Regions from separate parts of the Drosophila melanogaster genome. Here region 1 is linked to region 2. The links are chromatin contacts, called in public Hi-C maps. All regions are on one chromosome and are shown on one strand. The core of a region is the stretch at or near the end of the contact, and the rest is flanking DNA. Distances in the headings are between cores, read along the strand shown. Region 1 holds the start of eIF3e (eukaryotic translation initiation factor 3 subunit e). Region 2 holds the start of RAF2 (RING-associated factor 2).

Evidence for each region. A called contact is a pair of places that touch in the nucleus more often than the background predicts.
Region 1: a Hi-C map of the Kc167 cell line shows a contact between it and region 2, with 2.0 times the contacts expected there. A contact is called at or near these places in 5 of 107 Hi-C or Micro-C datasets (the D17-c3 cell line, the Kc167 cell line, embryo and 1 more).

What each region holds. Positions count from the first base shown.
Region 1 is chr3L:16,783,302-16,790,561 of dm6, reverse strand. eIF3e (eukaryotic translation initiation factor 3 subunit e) reads left to right here and starts at 3,621. Exons shown (of 3, transcript NM_058037.5): 1 at 3,621-3,818; 2 at 3,913-4,305; 3 at 4,392-5,320. The coding sequence starts at 3,729. The coding sequence ends at 5,216. It overlaps CG9674, which reads left to right. Exons shown (of 15, transcript NM_176339.2): 13 at 1-1,103; 14 at 1,242-1,900; 15 at 2,019-2,989. The coding sequence ends at 2,152. CG9706 reads right to left here. Exons shown (of 3, transcript NM_140664.4): 2 at 5,850-7,254; 3 at 5,316-5,684. The coding sequence starts at 7,253. The coding sequence ends at 5,511.
Region 2 is chr3L:16,381,649-16,388,055 of dm6, reverse strand. It overlaps RAF2 (RING-associated factor 2), which reads right to left and starts at 1,729. Exons shown (of 7, transcript NM_168664.2): 1 at 1,486-1,729; 2 at 1,100-1,430; 3 at 1-1,035. The coding sequence starts at 1,419. It overlaps Agpat3 (1-Acylglycerol-3-phosphate O-acyltransferase 3), which reads left to right and starts at 2,099. Exons shown (of 5, transcript NM_140631.2): 1 at 2,099-2,236; 2 at 3,943-4,129; 3 at 4,190-4,725; 4 at 5,317-5,674; 5 at 5,899-6,284. The coding sequence starts at 3,949. The coding sequence ends at 5,984.

The DNA.
Region 1 (7,260 bases), core at 2,372-4,871, 400 kb before region 2:
ACGGGACGAAACTTCGCCGCTGGCATGTCCGGCGGTATTGCTTATGTGTACGATTTAGATGGTTCCTTTAAGCCCAAGGTAAACCCGGAAAGTGTGGAACTCCTGCCGTTGGAAATTGAGAAGGATGTGCTGCTCGTCAAGGAACTGTTGGCTGATTTCATTGAGAAGACAGGCTCGAAGGTGGCCAAGGAGTTGCTTGACAACTGGGCCGAAGCCCAGGGCAAGTTTGTCAAGGTCTTCCCGTATGAATACCAAAAGGCTCTAAAGGACATGGCCGAACAACAAGCAGTGGAGCAGCCCCTGAAGTCCGCCATCGAGAATGGAAACGGAAAGCATGAACCGCACATCAAGGACATTGAGGAAGCGATTCAGGACGTGGTGCTCGAGCAGAAGCGTGCCGATCGCGTCCTGGACAAGACCCGTGGCTTTGTAAAGTACAAGAGGGAATCGGCTCCGTACCGAGATGCTGGAGAGCGACAGAAGGATTGGGATGAAGTCTACAACTTCCCACATGTGCGCAAGAACCTCAAGGTTCAAGCAGCTCGATGCATGGAATGCGGTGTGCCCTTCTGTCAGTCCAACTCCACGGGCTGTCCGCTCGGTAACATCATTCCCAAGTGGAACGACCTCGTTTTCCACGGCGAGTGGCAGGAGGCTCTGCGTCAACTGCTGCAGACCAACAACTTCCCGGAGTTCACTGGTCGAGTATGCCCCGCTCCCTGCGAGGGTTCCTGCGTTTTGGGCATCTCCGAGCCAGCTGTAACGATCAAGAACATCGAATGCGCCATCATCGATCATGCCTTCGAGCAGGGCTGGATTAAGCCAGAGATTCCGGAAGTGCGCACTGGCAAACGAGTTGCGATTGTGGGATCAGGACCTTCCGGCTTGGCCGCCTCGCAGCAGCTGAACCGCGCCGGTCACTTTGTCACCGTTTTTGAGCGCAACGATCGCGTTGGTGGACTTTTGCAGTATGGTATTCCCACGATGAAGCTTTCCAAGGAGGTGGTCAAGCGGCGGGTAGATCTGATGGCTGACGAGGGTATCGAGTTCCGCACCAATGTCCATGTGGGCAAGGACCTCAAGGCCGAGCAACTGCTGCAGGAGTAAGTATAATTGAACATTTTAGGTGATCTAGCTGATTTTTGACGATTTTGCCATGATTGGGTTAAATCAGTCCTCAAGTTTTAATAGAATATTTAGTCTAAAACACCTGTACTTATTACTCTCGAAATTTTCAACAGGTATGATGCCGTCCTCCTCACCACTGGCTCCACCTGGCCACGTGACTTGCCGCTCGCCAACCGTGACCTGAAGGGCATTCACTTTGCCATGGAATTCCTGGAGGCGCAGCAGAAGAAGCAGCTGGGCGGAAAGAATGATATAATATCTGCCGCTGGCAAGAATGTGATCATCATCGGCGGTGGCGATACCGGATGCGATTGCATTGCCACGTCGTTGCGTCAAGGCGCCAAGAGTATCACTACATTCGAGATCCTTCCGGAACCGCCACAGAAGCGTGCTCAGGACAACCCCTGGCCTCAGTGGCCGAAGGTCTTCCGCGTGGACTACGGTCACGAGGAGGTGAAGCTGAAGTGGGGCAAAGATCCGCGCCAGTACTGCACCACCACCAAGGAGTTCGTGGGCGAAAATGGAGCCATCAAGGGCGTGAACACCGTCGAGGTTGAGTGGACCAAGACGGAAACGGGCCAGTGGCGCATGCAGGAGGTGGCCGGTTCGGAGAAGTACTTCCCCGCAGACCTTATTCTCCTGGCCATGGGCTTCCTGGGTCCGGAGAAGACGGTGCCGAGCGAACTGGGCCTGGAGCTGGACCCGCGCGGCAACATCAAGGCATCCAACGGACAGTATGGCACCTCGAACTCCAAGGTCTTTGCGGCAGGAGGTCAGTTTTATGTCTACTAAGTAATAGGCTTAGTATTAAGAGTTAATCACATCAATCATTGAATGATTTCTGTATCTTTGCATAACAAAAATGTTAATTTATCTTCTGTCCTTTGCAGATTGCCGGCGTGGCCAGTCGCTGGTCGTCTGGGCCATTACCGAGGGTCGCCAGGCCGCACGACAGGTCGATTCCTATCTGACCGGCCGTCCCAGTGGGCTTCCAGGACCTGGTGGCGTCATCGCGACATCCTAAAGAGGATCCACAGAGGCAGCCAGAGCAGCTAATATCAAGTTTTGTGTGCGTGCATCGTCCTTAGCCTATAGTGCGAAATTCTTTAACGATTTGTGATTTTTATTTTCGCGATTTTAGTTTAGTTTACACTAAAAAGACTTGAGTTTTTTACACACCAAACCAAAACGAAACACGTTTCATTTAGTTTTATTTTGATCGCAAAGCTGGCTGGGAATTGTTAGTGGTTCGTCGAGATGCCCTCCATATGATGATGATGATGATGATGATGATGCGGCAGGAGTCAATTAAGAGTGCAAACTGAAATTCTGATTGAAGCCAATCAATATGTATATCTTAACGGAAATCGAATATCCAACAAAAAATCTAAGGACAATAACTAGAAACTTACCGTTATCGTTAAAATGAAAATTAATTGAACATTAAATATTTAGAAAATGCATTTTTTCAATGTTGTTTTAGCTTGAGTTGCCTAATCTATGCAAACGAAATATATGAAGTGAAAATTGATATGCTGATCTCCACCATCCTATATACAATCCATAAATCGTATATACAGAAAGAGAAATGTATTAAACTCGGCCAATATCGAAACGCATTTTTTAGATGTTGTTTTTGTGTTTTGAACTGCATTCGACCGTTGACCGCAAATGTACCTAAGTGGCTATTGTTAAAACAAATCTGCTCTTTGGCAGTTGAATGTGCGAATACAAAGAATTACACAATTTATACAAAACATATTTAACCCAAATGTATACCCTTATACAGACATCTCTATATAAATATATTTATGTGCAAGTATTTGATGAAATAAATATTCAAATTATTAAAAAGCATTTCTCCGATGAGTTGATATTTGTGTTTTGAATTTGGCATGGGAAATATATTTATTAATAGCTTGAAAAGAGAGGCAACGTCTTTTTGAAATTAAAAACCTTTGTTATATGTATACCTTGTAATTTAAAATTATTGGTATTTTACGTAAAGCGTATAACTTTAAAGGAATGAGAAACCATTGTAATGTAGAAAATATTTAATAATATTTCTTTAAATTCATTGTATGGTAACTTATGTAGTTACCGCTTTATTTAATTACTAAGTACAATATCTTGTTGTTTTATGCCGTAAGCTTGTTACGAGCGGAGCTGAAGTTCCAGTGTGTCCAGTCTGACGATAAGAAGACAGAAGATATCGTCCTCCAGGAAAGGTCTTGGCGTTAGTACCTCTTTTCGCCGTGATGCCAGACCGGGTTTCAGTCTGGGCGCCACAATTGAAATAATAATTTTTTATTGCTATAATAGCCATGCTAAGATAATAGAAATTTTGAAAATTGAGTATTTTTTGAAAGTTGTTTCAATGACTTAATTTTATTTTAAATAAATGCGCCACTTTGAAAGCTTGAAAAAAATACGGCTTCAGGGTCATGGTATTTAATGTCGTGGAAATACCACACTCTGGTAACTCTGAGCGGGCGTCACTCTTTTCGTCTCTGGGCACACTGTCGGCCCTCGCACGCGTATTTTTCTGCCGATTTTGCGTGTAAATTTAATTGTGAAAACATAGTAAAACAGCTGCAATCATGGCCAATTTCGATCTGACACGCATCAATTGCCAGTTTTTGGACAGGCATTTGACCTTCCCGCTGCTGGAGTTCTTGTGCGGCAAGGAGGTTAGAAAAGCGACCAGGCGGTGCTCCGCTGGCGGTTGCCGAGTCACCAGTACATAACTATGGGAAATCTTCATATGTGTGACTTTCGTTGCAGATCTACAACCAGCAGGAGCTGCTGGAGTACATTTTGGAGACGGTGAACAAGACGAACATGATCGATTACACGATGGACACCCGCAAGCGTCTCAATCTCAGCCAGGAGATGCCCGAGGAGCTCGTGCAGCGCAAGGCGGAGGTCCTGGCCACGCTTAAGCAGCTGCAGAACGAGGTGGCACCCATCATGAAGGCCACCGACATTCTTAAGAACGGTGAGAGCATGAAGGACTCGAAGACCTTCGTCAACGCCCTTCAGAAGGACTACAATTTTAAGGTGGAGCACCTGGAGAGCGCCTACAAGCTGGCCAAGTACCTCTACGAGTGCGGCAACTATCAGGAGTCCACCTCTTACCTGTACTTCTGCCTCATCGTCATGTCGCCCAACGACAAGGTGCGTATGGAGCTAAATTAACATGAAAAGCGGCAAAAACCACTAAAACAAGAATATTAATTGATATTGTCTCCCAAATTTTGCAGAACTACCTTAATGTGCTGTGGGGCAAGCTGGCCGCCGAGATTCTGACCCTCAACTGGAACACTGCTCTGGAGGATCTGACGCGTTTGCGCGACTACATTGACAACGCCAACTTCAGCACCATCCAGGCCCTGCAGCAACGCACCTGGCTGATCCACTGGTCGGTCCTGGTCTTCTTCAATCACCCCAAGGGACGCGATCTCATTATTGAGATGTTCCTGTACAAGCCCCTGTATTTGAACGCCATTCAGACAATGTGTCCGCACATCATGCGTTACTTGGCCACCGCCGTAGTCATCAACCGCACCCGCCGCAATGCTCTAAAGGATTTGATCAAGGTGATCCAACAGGAGTCGTACACGTACCGCGATCCCATCACCGAGTTTCTGGAGTGTCTGTACGTGAACTTTGATTTCGAGGGAGCGCGTCTGAAGCTGCACGAGTGCCAGACGGTGATCCTCAACGACTTCTTCATCGTGGCCTGCCTGAATGAGTTCGTGGAGGATGCCCGCTTGATGATCTTCGAGACATTCTGCCGCATCCACCAGTGCATCACCATCAGCATGCTGGCCGATAAGCTGAACATGAAGCCCAACGAGGCTGAGTGCTGGATCGTCAACCTTATCCGCAATGCCCGTCTGAATGCCAAGATCGATTCGAAACTGGGTCATGTGGTGATGGGCACCCAGCCCTTGAGTCCCTATCAGCAGCTGGTGGAGAAGATCGACTCGCTGTCCATGCGGTCGGAGCATTTGGCAGGTTTGATTGAGCGCAAGAGCAAGCAGAAGCAGAATCAGGAGTCGGCCGACTCCTGGAAGTACTACTAGTTGCTGACTTTTTATCCACAATTAAGTTAAGACTCTTTGTACCCTTTAAAAACCGATGATTGCGCGCAGTCGAGCGAATAAATTAACATCTTACTCATTCGCTCAATTCAACATTTGATTTTATTTCCTTCGGAATCAAAATTAGTTATACAAAAAACAATACCAAGGCGGGAATTTGTAATTTCGCTAGCCTACAGAATGCAAACGTCTGCTAATCCTAGAATTAGTTGTTTGTACCTACAAGTGGGTGCTGGATCTTTATGACGATCTGGCCCCGGATCACACTATTGATTGCTACCGCGATTTCTGCTTGACCACCAACCAGGATCTGACGGGCAGGTCCTGCAAGTAAACGATCCATTTGCGCACCAGCAGCAGCCACACTATGCCGTACAGAACGCAAATGCCCGACTCCAAGTAGTACCCATCGAAGGTTATCTCGCACTTGCCAGCCGACGCTTCACAGCTCTGCGGGAGAAAATTAAGAAAAATATTTGTTTAGTTACTTTTATCTCATAACTGGCAAAGTTTATCTTTTCCTGGTTTGGGGTAAAACTTTCACCATACATATGTATCCATATACAATAATAATAATAATCTTGTATGCTGTAGAATCTCTCTCTGAGCACTCACCTGTTGCTCCTCCTTGCCCTGGCAGGTATTTTCCGCATTATTGGAGCACTGCTTCCAGGTGAGCACGTCCACCAACCACAACACCACTGTGTTGGGCCAATTACCGCCCAGATTGCACAATGTGTTCAAAAATGTCATGTAAGTGCCACCGACGGCTGGATCGGAGATCTTGGCGAAAAAGGCCATGGCGGCCACAAACATGGAGTACAGGAATACTTGGTAGATGGCATAACTGGTGATCAGCAGGACGTAGTAATAAGCAGGCACGGCTCCTCCACGGACAATATAGGGTGTGATGTAGGCCAAGCCAGTGGCCACTGTTGCCATGATGATGCGATAGGGAATGGCCTTCAGATAGACGTCCATCGGACGTGGTCCGTTCGTATATCGACCGACCGCCAGCGGCAGAATGAGCTGCAGAGGAATTAGGGGAATGGCGAGTAAAGCCAGCTTATCCTTCGGTACACCAGCGTCAATGAGTTTTAAGCTGGTCACTGCATCAGAGGCTGCGAACGTGACCTTCACGGTGAGCAGAATTACAGCCAGAATTTGGACGGGACGCATGCACACCATGTCCCACAATATCTTGTAGCTCTCATGGATGTTCAACTCGTGCTCCTCCGTGTAGCGAGCGTCCATATGCGCGTCTTCGATGTCGTTCTCCTTCTTGAAAATTGCCACCAAAGTAGTGGCTACCACAAATGTAATGCCCCAGAACCAAAGGAAACGGGGCAATGTGATCATGCCATCCTCGAGTGGCACGTCTCTTATGTAGGTGTTGCAGAAATCCTTGGACTCCAGGGCAATGAACACCACATAGCCCAAGAAGTAGCCAGCTGTTTGGCCCACGCTATTGCAGGTGGATGCGTATCCAACATTGCATCGCTTCAGCATGGTCAAGGCCCAGCCATCCACGGCGATGTCCTGAGTGGCAGCCAGGAAGTTAAGCAGGAAGAAGAGCAGCGTCAGGAGCGGCACATTGGGATCGACACCGTTCCCGCCCAGCCAGCGATCCACGTGGAGGGAGAGGAGTAACATAAAGGCTCCCAGAAGGTATTGCACTGGGACTAGCCACGATTTCCGGCGTCCAAATCGCCGGATGTACAGGGAATCCACAATTGGAGCCCACAGCAGCTTTAAGCTGAATGGCCAGTAGGCGAATGAAAACTCCGCCTGTTGTTTGTAGCTAGCTCCTCTATTTTGCAGCAACATTGGTATGGCTGCTATGAGCCCGATGGGAATGCCCTGTAGAACGTACAGGAACAGCAGTATGGCTATATTCCTCCGGTCTCCACGAATATCTGGTTTCTGGTGCTCCGCCACCTTTTCCGACTTTGGTGGCTCGTCGATGAGCAACTCCTGGTCGGCATTGCTGCCCGTTGGCTTTCTCCTTATGGCGGACATGCTGATC
Region 2 (6,407 bases), core at 480-2,979:
CTTGGGAAGTGCATCTGTTGCACGGGGGCTTGTTGTAGTGGAGCAACCTGAGATGGAGCTCTCTGCGCGAGGGCAGCCACTTGTGGTGCAGCAGCATAGGATGCAGCGACTTGGGATAAAGCTGTCTGTTGAATCGAGAAAGTCGCATTAGCTTTCATGTTATTTGACAGCTTTTCGTTGGGATAGGATATCTGCATTTGGGTGGCCGTTGGCGGTGGAGTATTTAAACTGTAAGTGTCAGCTTGCTTGGCGGCAGTAGGCGGAGCCAGGGTATACGGTGTGCTCAGCTTAAAAGCCTGCTGACGCTGAAGAGGATTAGTCGATGGAGTGGTGGGCATTCTTAGATTTAATGGTGGAGCTGCCTCCATTGGCTTCTGTTGCTGCACCGTTGAAAACCCAATTATATTATCATCCTCGACTTCATTGTTGCGCTTCTCTTCGCTAGCGGGCGGTGTTACCGAACGGCGTCTTTTAAGAGTGGCATCAACCACAAGCGACTCTGCCTCATTTGGCGCATCTCGCGACCGGTCCTTTAGAGCCTGTTCCAATTCCCGACACGCTGAGAGTTTACCGTAGTCGAAGACCGGTTCCTGGGGATCCTTCTTTACCAGGAACTCGTCGAGGATAGAGGCACCGTTTTCGTTGTTTCCAAGTGGGTTTGCTTTCTTCCTTTCTGGCAGCTCGTAGTTTAGTTGGGGTGGAGCCGGAAGCGTAGGCTTATTTTCCTTGATGGGCGTAACCCTTGCCGGCTCTTGCTCTGGTTTCTCAGGCGAATCCTCGTTCTCCGTGTCGTCAAGGCAAATGAGTTCCGGCGAACCACTGCCGCTGCGGCTGCGAGAATAGCTACGACTACGACTGCGACTGCAACTTCGGCTAAGACTGCGGCTGTGGCTGCGACTACGACTGATGCTCCTGCTGTCGTAGGTTCTGCGCTGCCTGTCATGGAAGCGAACCAGGTGCTTCAATTTACGCTTGGGCAGCAAGTCCTTCAGGCCGTCAAAATAGCTGTTGTAGTCCATTTTATTGGGTCGCAGCCTGAAGTGTGATCGGATAAGATAGGATTACAGTTTCAGTAGGTTCTTTGGGAAGTAAGCCTTACCAACGAATACTGCGACGCTTGAAGTAAAGATTGGGCAGCCTGCCACGCTGTAACTGCAATTGCCGGATCCGCCGAATTGTTTCTGAGCGCGTGGAAGGTGGCACCGCATCGTCATCTGGCTTTTCATTTTTCTCAGTGGCAGCCGCCGATTCTGGAGCTCCATTTCCGGGTTTCTCGGACTCGGATCCCTTGGATTTTGTCTTTTGGGGTCGTTGCTTGCTCACCGCCGCGTCCATTAGAGCGTCGTATTCCTCCTCCTCGTGGCTATACTCGTCGCTACTTAGCTGCGAATTGGAGGAGTCGTAGATCTCGTTGGACATTAGGCCTGCAACTGGACGACGGTCAGGTATGTACATCTTTTGGCATTAACCCCCTCAAAAACTCACGCGCTCACGTCTGCAAATTTTTGGCCAACAAAAAATCGTCTGCCGGTTGAATATTCTAATCCGCCGACGGGCTCACCTTTTCAGTTGCTGAAAACCACTTAAAACAATGGCCCAAGTCCCCAAATAGGCTAATTCGGGTTTATACCAGTTTTAAAGCGTTTACTTTCAGCAAAAATCCAATTTCCAAATGCGAAAAAAAATTCGCCGTTCAATTCTGCGAATAATTTTGACAGGCATTTAGTATGGACGCAAACCAATAGGGTAACCACTTTTGGGAAAGTCTTTAAATAATACTGAATAAAATATGTTCTTCCAACTAGTTCTTAGTTAGGTAAACCAAGCAAACAAATTTTTAATCTTATTAAATTAAAGTAATCTAGTAATCTTATTAAATATTACTAGTTTCGGGGTATTCGGTCATTTCATATCTAAAAACCAAATAACTATATTAGAATAAGTTACTCACTAGAGTTTCATTTTTTGATTTATGGAAAAGTTAGCGTAGATCAAAAATCAATCATTAATAAGCTATAAGTTGTAGTGCAGATCGTTAGCCAAATTATTCAGATTTCCTTTACAACATTGCAACCTGACAGCCCTGGTGGCAAATATTAAATATTGAAAAATACTAAAGGCAAAAGTGGCGATTTTCCGTTTGTTCACCGGTGTCATCGTCATTGCACTCGAACGGTCATACCGTTTGGCTTACAAAAGAAAACAAATCAATTCGCACAAAAACATTGCCAAAAAGGTAAATGGCGGGCACGACGCCGCCGAGTGATAACCATATAGTAGTGACCAGTGTTTAGCAACCGATTCCCGCCCAGTGACACTCGTAAACAAAGGGCACGACCGACAGTGTCTGTATATATATGTGCATATGCGTAACAGGGAATAACCGATAAGAACGGCGCAGCTGCAGATAGACATACCTTTAAATAGGACTTTGTTTATTGATCGTTTGTGGGTGGCTATTGCCTTGCAGATCGCGAACTGATAACCATAAATGTTAACCACGTCACGCCACCCCACGCCTCTCCCAAACACACACACTCGCACACGTGCGCCAGCTGAGCACATGCATACGTATATGCATGCTCACACGCACACAATCGCATGGTCGTGCACAAGAACTCTTTTGTTGTATGTAAAGTGGACGATCGAAAAAGTAAACTAATTCAATACAATGGGTTCAGCAATCAACGTCGGGGTCACCAATTGAGTGCATCAAAAATACAATCAATTCGGCCCGGCGAATTTTCGGTTGATTCAGCTAATGGCGGTGTGCATAAGAAATGGCATGAAAAGTACTCCTTTTTTCATTGGATTTAAATCCCATTATCATAGGAAGAAATAAGAAATTTAAAAAAAGCAGTGCTTGTCAACTGAATGCATTCATTTCTATTACAAAAACGTAGTGCGTTCCATTGTGCATGTAAATATATGCAGTCCCAGTTTTATATTACGTGTCAAAACAAAAGATTGACCTTTATCATTGGTCGTTTTACAACCATTGTTTATAACTTTGTAGAAATACAAATAAAAACTTCTTTGATAAACTTTATCCGCTGACATGTTTTAAATCATAATTTAAGTAAATCATGATCATTTAAATAATAATCTCAATATATAATACCTATTACTTTAGTTTATTTAAAATCCGAAAATCGTTTCGAAACTTATTTAAATTTGCTTAAATTGAAATATCTAAAATATCCGAAGCCAAGTATTATTTAATAAGAAATATGAATAGCTAAACGCCTTAATGAAATGATTTAATTAGTTTAAAGTTTTAAAGTTGTCGTTTTTACTCATAATTAAAACGGTCGTAAAACTTTAGTACTTTTTTAAAACATCTCCATGTACAAAATGTAAAAAATGACACCTAACTGTCATCAATTTTTTGCTAAACTGTTTGCACACTTTGGTCCCCATAAACCCACTCATTCTAAAGATTATTGACTTTCGCGAGCTTCCACTGTGAAGTGCGAGTATCTGCCCCATAATGACTATCCGTCGGACAGGCGGACTTTGTCCACAGCGGCTGTAGCTATTTCCAACGGAGAAGTCATCGATTGGCCAAGGCTGATTAGATTCCTCCTCCGGCAGCGGCCTTAGCAAAAGCTATAGCCTATAGGGCTATGGGCTATAGCTCCCGCTGATATCTGGCGAATATCTCTGCCGTGCGGCGGTTGCCCCAGTCCATTGCCAGCTGGTGGTGCAGGTGGTTGCCTTCCCGGATTTCACGATTTCTTTTAACTTGGCCGCGTGCTTTTAATTGAAGAAAACGCAGCTCTTGTGTGAGTGCGGGACCTTGTGTAGTGGTCATAAACTAGGTGTTCCACCGTTGGGACCATAAAGTGCGGGTTTACGAGCACTACCGGGAGAACAACCTACAATTAAAGTAGTGATTACGTAAAGACAGCCGTTTTATTGGTTAAACATCGCTATTTGCAGATCAAAATGGGTTCCCTGGAGAAGCTGAAACAATTGAGACTGATACACCTGTGCATCGCGCTCACCTTCTTTACCAGCGGGCTGTGCATCAACTTTATCCAGCTGCTGATGCACGTCTTTATCAAGCCCATAGACAAGCGACTCTTCCGCAAGTTGATGTACTATGCCTGCTATTCGCTTTACTCCCGTGAGTATATCCTGACCAGTTCCGATTCGAAGTAGAAACATAATACCTCCAATCCCTTAGAACTTATCTTCGTGTCCGATTGGTATGCCGGCAGCAAGATGACTGTCTACATGGACAAGGAGGACTTCGAGAAGCATGCCGGCAAGGAACACGTCCTTCTGATCATGAACCATAAATACGAGATCGATTGGCTCAACGGCTGGATGATCTGCGAAAAGTTGGGCGTGCTGGGCAACTGCAAGGCCTATGCGAAGAAGGCAATCCGCTACGTGCCCATCATCGGCTGGGGCTGGTGGCTGGCCGAGTTCGTCTTCCTCAATCGAAACTTCGACCAGGACAAGACCATCATCACCGAACAGCTCAAGGTGGTCTTCTCCTATCCCGATCCCACCTGGCTTTTGCTCAACGCCGAGGGCACTCGCTTCACTCCCGCCAAGCACGAGGCATCCGTAAAATTCGCCCAGGAGAGGGGCATGACGGTGCTGAAGCACCATTTGATCCCGCGCACCAAGGGATTCACCGCCAGCTTGGCACCCATCCGCGGTCTCTGTCCGGTAATCTACGACATTAATCTAGCGTACAGGCCCACAGATAAGGTAATTATAACGGCAAACTTCAAGCACTTCATTTAAGTGCTTTAGTTATATAATACTGTATTTTATTGTGCCATACATTTAATGCAGAATTCTGCATGGCAAAGCTTCTCATGTATATTTTTGATAAGGCTAATCAGCCTGTTCGACAATACCTGTCTGATTGCTTTGGTCTAATCAAATTTCTTTTCGTTTAATCCGATTATTTTGCTCATTTACTTCACTGCCTCTTTTAAGAGTCACGATTTCTTAAGATCGATGCTCTTAAAGATACCGATTAGAATGAGCAAACATTTCAAGGTTAATCAAGTGGTAATTTTTATAACTTATTTTCCTTATTTTGGTTTATTTTCCTTACCTTTGACGTGTCATCAGTATTATTAGCACTTTAGCCAGCATAGCAACCTTAATTTTTTAACTGAGTAATTTGGCGTTCTAATGATAAGTGCATAGAATTTAGCAAATTGCAAATTTATTATGGTTTTAAATTAAACTCGCAGAAGTGAGTTATAAAAGATGCTTATAAAGATACTACAGTTTTAGCTACTAAAAGGCTATTTACCGGACTTAATTAACTTGCAATTGAACTTTCAGACCCCCGCCACAATGCTGAGTTTGCTGCATGGAAAGAGCGTGGAACCGCACCTGCTGATGAGGCGTATTCCACTGGAACAGGTTCCGGAGGATGAGAAGGAGGCGGCCGCCTGGCTGCAGAACCTGTTCGTGGAGAAGGACAAGATCATCGATAGCTTCCTGGAGACGGGCAGCTTCTTTAAGACGTCCGGCATAAAGGAGGTTCCGGCATATGTGAATAAACGCCGGCTGTGCTCACTCGTGAACTTTGTCTGCTGGGCGGTATTCTCTCTGTCCTGCATTTTCTACTACGTGATCACATCCCTGCTGGCGGCCAACTGGACGGCCTTTATCACCGCACTTTCCGTCCTGGGACTTTGTAAGTTTGGGGTTCGATCTTTAAGGAGGATGGCACTTTAGACGGCATTAGCCGTTCATTCTTTAAGTTTTAAGAACTTTTTGGAGTGTTAAATGCTAAAGTTCATATATAATGACGTCTGCATGGTTATAACAATAATATAAGCCGCGTTCTAATGTGTTCCTACTCCCTCCAAAACCTTAACTTTTGTAAATCTTATTAATATTCTTTTTTTCTTGTTACAGTTTACTGGCTCATGGGTCAGGCCATCAACAAGACGCAGATCAGCAAGGCATCTAATTATGGATCCTCCAAGTCGGTCGCAAAGTAACTTTCGAATTCGCATTTAGTTTCGATTGTCGTCGAACTCAATTATCTACAAATGACTTTGTAAAAGGCAGTCCTCTCACAAATCTCTCTGCTAAATGGATCAATTCGTGATTCCTATCCGGACGATTTAAAGTGTTTTGCATGTTTTTCTTGTCTAAGTTTATAGTTACGAAGTAACTCCCGCACACTGGAGCCATCAATTTGCGTACGTAGTTGGTAGTTGTACACCTAAGTGGAAATTTAATTGTTTGATCAATTGTATTTTGGCGAGCATTGCAATAATTAAATTAAACAGAACGTGAGAGCGTGAGTTTGTTGTTGTTGTTTTTTGATAAGGCGTAAGGTAAGCAGTGCGCTGATAAGGGCTGCTGATAAGTGTGGACATGCAAGCAGTGCACCTAAAGAGTGACCTTAACACAAAATA